2 separate regions of the Pan troglodytes genome follow, and region 1 is linked to region 2. Evidence: chromatin contacts called from public Hi-C data. All regions are on one chromosome and are shown on one strand. Each heading gives the region's core, a stretch centred on a gene start, on an enhancer-like site or on the middle of the called end of the contact. The rest is flanking DNA. Distances are from core to core; before and after follow the strand shown. Region 1 has its middle 230 kb from the start of MIR99A. Region 2 has its middle 350 kb from the start of USP25.

Evidence for each region. Hi-C and Micro-C count contacts between places; a contact is called where the count stands out from the background.
Region 1: a contact with region 2 is called in a Hi-C map of stem cell-derived neural progenitor cells, with 5 times the contacts expected there. The contact joins two enhancer-like sites. A contact is called at or near these places in 1 of 7 Hi-C or Micro-C datasets (stem cell-derived neural progenitor cells) and 1 of 1 datasets of contacts at active chromatin or transcription factors (stem cell-derived excitatory neurons).

Annotation. Positions count from the first base shown.
Region 1 is chr22:17,366,866-17,370,124 of NHGRI_mPanTro3-v2.0_pri, forward strand. No RefSeq gene overlaps it. Among named protein-coding and RNA genes, the nearest start is that of MIR99A, 230 kb to the right of the region's middle. Within about 2 kb of position 1,731, at least 13 of the 24 cell types and tissues checked have an H3K27ac peak or open chromatin away from gene starts, as enhancers often do. A contact at or near this core is called in stem cell-derived neural progenitor cells, where this site is marked.
Region 2 is chr22:17,127,005-17,130,406 of NHGRI_mPanTro3-v2.0_pri, forward strand. No RefSeq gene overlaps it. Among named protein-coding and RNA genes, the nearest start is that of USP25, 350 kb to the left of the region's middle. Within about 2 kb of position 1,372, at least 17 of the 24 cell types and tissues checked have an H3K27ac peak or open chromatin away from gene starts, as enhancers often do. A contact at or near this core is called in stem cell-derived neural progenitor cells, where this site is marked.

The sequences.
Region 1 (3,259 bases), core at 481-2,980, 240 kb after region 2:
AAGAATGTAGAAATACTGTATATTTAGTTCATCATTTTTCATTATCTAGTATAGAAAACCCACAACTTTTATTACTTTAAATTTCTTATTTTCTACCCTCCCCGCCTACGCCCTCGATGTCTTCAGAGTCTCTTCTGGCCAGCATATCTTCTGCTTGAGGTGGATCAAAATAAAGCCCCTAAACAGACACACACAAAATAACCACCATCCAGCTGAGGAGAAATAGTTTTTCTGCCTTTGCCCTATCCTTATGTGTTAATAAAATCAGCTCATACATTCTGCCACAAAATTCAGCTTGGAAGTAATCCTCTGCTACTTAGAGCTGGATGAAAAGAGTACTCATTGTGAATTATGTTTCATCTGTCACAATAACCTTCTTTATTCTGTCAGGGACCTCCCCTTTGCCTGTGGCAATTAGAGAAAATAGGTATGCGTTGAAGTATGAAATAGTGGGTTCTTAAAATGAAACAAAACAAAACAGAAACTGATGACACATACAGACAGTACTTGCTAAGCAATATACTGCAGATTAGTAGAGGAGGCATTTTAAAGTCATTCTGATTTTACAAGAACACAGTAAAAGAATGCTTTTTAGAATGAGCAGGTGGTATAGTTGCTATTAGTTATTGTCAGCATTAGTTATTGATGACAAGCTGTGAATTGTAATTGTACTAAAAATGAAATGTAAAAATCTTTTTATATTGTGTACTTTCTAATTAAATCATGCCATAAGATATATATCATAAATATATAGTATTTATTTAACATATGAAATCGCCATGATTTTATATGCCTTTCACAGATCATAATGAATTTATGTTAAGTCTATTTTAATGCTCCAGAATAACATTTTTGCAAATTTTTTAATGGGCAAAAACAAAGAAAAGCTTTCCCTTGAAACAGAGCTTATCAAACAATTTTGTTTAATTTAAAATCAATGTGATGATTTGATTTACTTACTCTTACAAATCACTGAAATTACCTGGAGGCAGCTCAAGTTCACCTTTCTGGAATAAACCTGTTAAATGATAGACACCATCTCATTATCTCCTTGAAAGAACACCTCAACTTTTTGGCTTCATAGGTTACAGTCAAAGTTATACTATTTCTAGTTACAAATGAATTAATCTAGAAGATCTTAAAAAGCTTAAAAGGAAAACAAACATAGTTGACAGAAAAGAAAATGTTCCTTCTAATACCAAAAGAAAGTCACTGCTGACGAAGTAACTGAAACGGTCATCATAACAGTTGGATAAAGACATACAAATAATTTAAGCTAACACGAAATTCATAAAGTCTGAAGAAAAAATTCTTGAGGCTAAAAGGAAAACCTTTTGGCCCACTGCACAGGTTGGGCACAAAAGTGCTTGCTAAGCTATCTATTTCACACATGCAACGACAGAAGGTTCGATATTCATTCGATCGATGAGTGAAAAGGCACAATGGCAAAATCAGACAGACTTCTTTTCAAATACAGATCTCCAATGTCCCCCTCCAGTCTGCAGATGCACGGCTGGTGGTGTGGCTCAGACGGAGCAAGGGTTACATCAAGGCTGTTCTCTGGACCGTGCAAACAGTCTAGACCAATGACCTGCAGCATCATGCCCTTTGAAGAAGAGGCAAGTTCGGTCATGATGAAGAAAAATCAAGGCGTACCCCTTTTAACAATAGGGAGCAGCTCGAGGCTGCAAAGAGGTAAGCAGGGTGAGAAGAAAACGGCATCTGCTTCCATGGTTACAGGCCAACTATGAGAACCTTGCTTTTCAAAGGAGTCTGTTCTCAGGCTCCCTCACGGGGTATGTCATGCATTATAAGCAAAGGCAGGTTGAGCTGAAATCCGCATAGTTATTTCAGAGTAAAATGATACGGAGCACATGGCTGGCAGAAAAAACAGTCACATGACTATTAAGAACCAGACTTGGGCTATTTCAGAAAAGATTTTTTTTTTCTTATATCAGTTTAGATAAAGAAAGACAGTAAATTTGTATAAAACAAACAACCATGATAAACATGATTTCCATTTCTCAGGCTTTTATGGGAGCAGAGGTCAAGGGTCAAGACACCCCTCCACTCCAATGGCAGGACCATACAGCCTATTGTTAATATAGCTTTATTGTGGATATCATTTTAAAATATTTTCCTCTTTTGGGCGGACCATAACATAGAATTTGTGTTCTTGTGAAATTTCTCTCTCTGACCTGATTCTCTTTGATGTGTTCCCCAGGATTTTCTGTGTTTTAGATCTCATGTTCATTTCCGTTGTTAGATCTCACGCGGAGAGGTAGAAGGTTTGGTGAGAAACTTCCTTGTTGTGTGGTTACTCCTGTAAGATAGCGCGAGCTTGCCTCTGCCTCGTGAAATCTGCTTACGGATAATTCAAATCTGCAGCAAAACCATTCGCCTCTGACAATCGTCCTGTTTCTAATTCATGCCTTTGTAGTTTATTCGATGTGTAATACATCAGTGAGTCTACAGATTCTAATATCAATTTTTTTTCTTTTCTGCAAGATAAAGTTGAATTTCGTAATATGATACACTAGCAGCTAATGTTATCTGAATAAAAATTTGACAAGCATGAAATGTAACATATTCTGTATTATTAAGGAAAGACCATAGTATATAGTAACCACACAAAATGCACACATATATATATAATTAACATGGATAAGACATTCCTCTGACAATGTACCACAACTCAATATTAGAAGAATTAATATTGGGTTATGTTCTAACTATGCACAATTAACTACAGATGTTCCATGCAGTGTATCCTTTGAGCAATTTTTGTTTGCAAGTATATTGTTAAAATTAGGGAATGAAAAAGGAAAGAATCCTTCAAAGGACAAGGCATGAAAACAACTTTCATTAAATTTATTTTTCAGAATTTATGTATTTTAATATAAATGGGTACCATATAGTTTTGTGTGTAGATATTCATTTCAAATACTGACCTTGTAGGAAAATATCCTTATAGCTTAGCAAAAGCAATGAAGTGTTGGTGATCATGGTAGAAACAATTTTACACTTTCAATTAAGAAACCAGAGAAATATTTGCTGGTATGTTTCTCATATAGATGCCTTGATTTGAGTTGGGTTCATGGGCAAACATATGCTTATTGTTTGGTTTCTTTGAATGTGTTGAGATACATTAGTTTCTATTCTTGCATGGTGAGAATAACTTAAGGTCTAAAAAAAGTGAGCTATTGGAGTGTCACTATTATAGTATAATAATCTATACACTAGTATAAGCAATGAATGT
Region 2 (3,402 bases), core at 122-2,621:
TTTTGAGTCAGTGTTTCAAGGCATGACATAATTATGTAATATAAAAATACATAAATTAGGCATATGCAGATGTGCATGACAGTTAGACTCGAAATAAATCGGCATGTAGTCATGGCTATAGTGATTCATGCAGATTCACTTACTCCTTCACTCTGATGCCTAGTAATACGGGGTAAATGCCTTAGGTCTTTAATGACCTTGTATTTACTGACTAGATTCTACTCCCATACCTCACCCCAATAAATGACTAGGAAAATGTTTAAATAATATGTATTATTTGTATATGTATGTATATATATATATTATACACACACATATGCTTTTTTCTTTTGAAGGGGAAAAGCGATGGCTATATTCCACTGAAGTATTCTGGAGGAAGCCGTGGGAAGAAAATTGGTGGATTTTATTATTGAAATAAGCAGGCATGTTCATGCATATTTTTACGGCATGCATGGCTATGCGCCACTCTGTGCAAACAGTGCTATTGCAGCTTGTGCGCGGTAATTAGGTTGATGTAATTATGGTGAAATAAAGGCAGTCGCACTGATAATTTCACAGTGAATATTAAAGACATATGTGCCTTCCAGTGTACAATAAATGAACCTGAACTGCTGTCAGGGTCTAGGAGGACAGTGTGGCCAATGCACCTATTGTGTCCCTGCTGCAGAAAGGAGCCTGCCGATTGGCCACTGTCTGCAGCACATAGCACTGGCTGGTTATAAAGGACTTGTCTAGGGGAGAGCCTGTAGGTACTCCATTGTCTGGTAAAGTTCATATGACTGCATTCTTTTCGCAAGGGGGGTGGAGGGAGAGCGGGGAAGGAGGGGGTGTCAGCTCAACTGTAAAAGCTGCACAGATTTTTTTTCTTTCTCTCTCTCTGCCTCTCCATAGATCGTTTCTGTTTCATGCCCTGTCTCATTTTGCATAGCTAAAAAAGAATGCTAATTAAGATCCCTTGTCTTAACCTGAAAAATAATGACTCGGCTGTAATTAGAAATCTGGTGAGAGTTTAAAAATTCTGGTAGGGGACCAAAAACATCAGTTACGGTGCTTAGGAAGAAAATGAAGAATTATTTTTCTGTAATCAAGGTAAACATGGGAGAGGGGGGTTCCCCCCATCTTTTTAACCAATTTTAACCAATGGTGTTCTACTGCAGATGAGAAGATACTGTATTTCAAAAACTATTTTAACCATCAAATTGAAGGAACACAAATCAGTAGCAATAGAAGCCTTCTTAATCCTCCTTAGGATGCAATTCAGATGAAAGAACTGCTTTTTCTATTTTTCTTTTTGTATGTGTGTGTTATAGATGGATCTGAGAACGCTGTCTGGGCTTGGTGCCAAGGGCTGGTATTTCACAGCAGCGACCGCCTCACAGACGAGCTGTGGGAAGCAGGAGGGAGACTCTCTCTTAGGGTGCCACTACTATGGAGACACAGCTGGGCTGAACAAGATTTGCTTCAAACGACAACAAGAGAGACAGAAAGTATCTGGTTCAACCGCTGCCCGAGCAGGCAGGCACCAGAAGAGCTAGCAGCCAATCCGGCCATGCTCGAAGCCAGCTCTGCAGCTCAGCCAATCAGTGACATCATTGGTGAGAAACTCATTTACATCATGCAGTAATGAACTTTGTTTAACATAGACTTCCCCCTTTCCTGTCACCCCCCCCCCTTTCCATATTAGGTCCTTCCATTAATTATTCTGCTGGCATAATTTAATCCGCTATGCAAAAATGTGGCTACATTCTCTCTGATGGCTTTTACCTTCCCCCCCCGCCCCCCCTTGGTGTCTGCCGTCACTGAAAGTGATTCTGGGTACAATTCTATTTTGTTTTGAACTTGCAAAAATTATCTTCTCTTTCTTAAAAAAAATTCTTAACAACATTAAACCTCTGTTTATATTGTCTGATCCCTCTTCTTATGAATGAATACATGCTTCTCCAAGTTGGGGTTCAGAATTGTACAAGGTAACAGAGAATAAGGTGTGCATTGCCATGAAAGTTGCAGGTTTTTCTAACAATCTGTATCTTAGAACTTCCTTTAACGTTTCCAGATTTTATGCTGCAGTGGCCATTTTACATACAGTGCTTTATCCAAAAAGCACTTGTATGCATCTGTCACATGGAGGAAAGTTCACTCTTGTTATATTTCATTCTCCAGTGCTCTCAGCCAACATTGTCATTTTATTAATGAATAGAACTGAGGTCATTTCTGGACAAATCTCCCCCTTCCCATCCCAGCACAATGCACCTGATTTGCATCCATTTACTAGAAAAACTGAATACAAGAACCAGCTTGAAAGGAAGTTAAGGGACCAGCTTACGTATTATTTTGGAATATATTGCAGTAATACAGTTTGTTTTTTTAAAATGTGTAATATTTAACATTTGCCTTAGTGTTTCTATAAAAATGCCTGGTCTCCATTTGCAATGTAATACCTTTAGCAAATTTATAGGATTGTTACATAACCAAAGTAGATCAAATTAAATAACGTTCACAAATGAGTTCATTTATCTGCAGAAAACCTGTGGAAATACAATTTTGCGTTGCACATTTGTATTTAGTTGTCAGGGATAAAGTCATTTGTTCTATAGATAACTTAAAGAGGCTGGAACATGTGGCATGTGAAGATTTCAGGTTGCTTTATAAAATCCCAGAGAGCAAAACTGGGTCACACTTCAATGCAATTTCTATTAAGTCATATCTTTATTGCATATTTGCGTTAAAGGCGCACAGTTTTCTAGCAGAGAAGGTGAAGTTTCATTGTCTTTCTTTTAAAAGGATGTTTTGAATATAATTATTCAAAAACATGGAATTTTAAAAATATTGACAAGGGTTTCATAATAGTGCATGATTCATTTAAGAAGCTTAGAGAATGCAATGATAGGCATAGTCACTTTTTAAAGCATATGAAGGATTTAGATGGGAAACCATGGCCCTTTTAATTCATGAGGCATTCCATCATCCCATCATCAGTATTCAGGGGGCGACTGTCCTGAATCAGTCACGAGCTCCCCTGCTGCAGATCCTGTAATTTGAATCATGTGTAATAATATATTATCCTACTGGGGGCCTTCTTTCAGTAGGAGAATGGTTTATACATTCTGCTATAAGAGAACTTTTGGCTTCTAGCCGACTCACAGCCATTACTCACATAGGCAATCACGATCGTCTTCCTTAAGGAATAACATCTGCACAACCTCCAGAGCCAAAAATCTGCAACCTCCCGCACAGTATGAATTATGATTTCTTGGAATTGGGAACACTTGACAAACTGAAGTAGAAAAATGGAAGGTTTAAAGGAATGGATCAACATTTTATTGAGTGTGCCATGTGGCGACAGCGCAAACTCCCATTCCTTTGAAATGATGGAGAATGGTGAGGAAAGGGGGCCAAAAATAT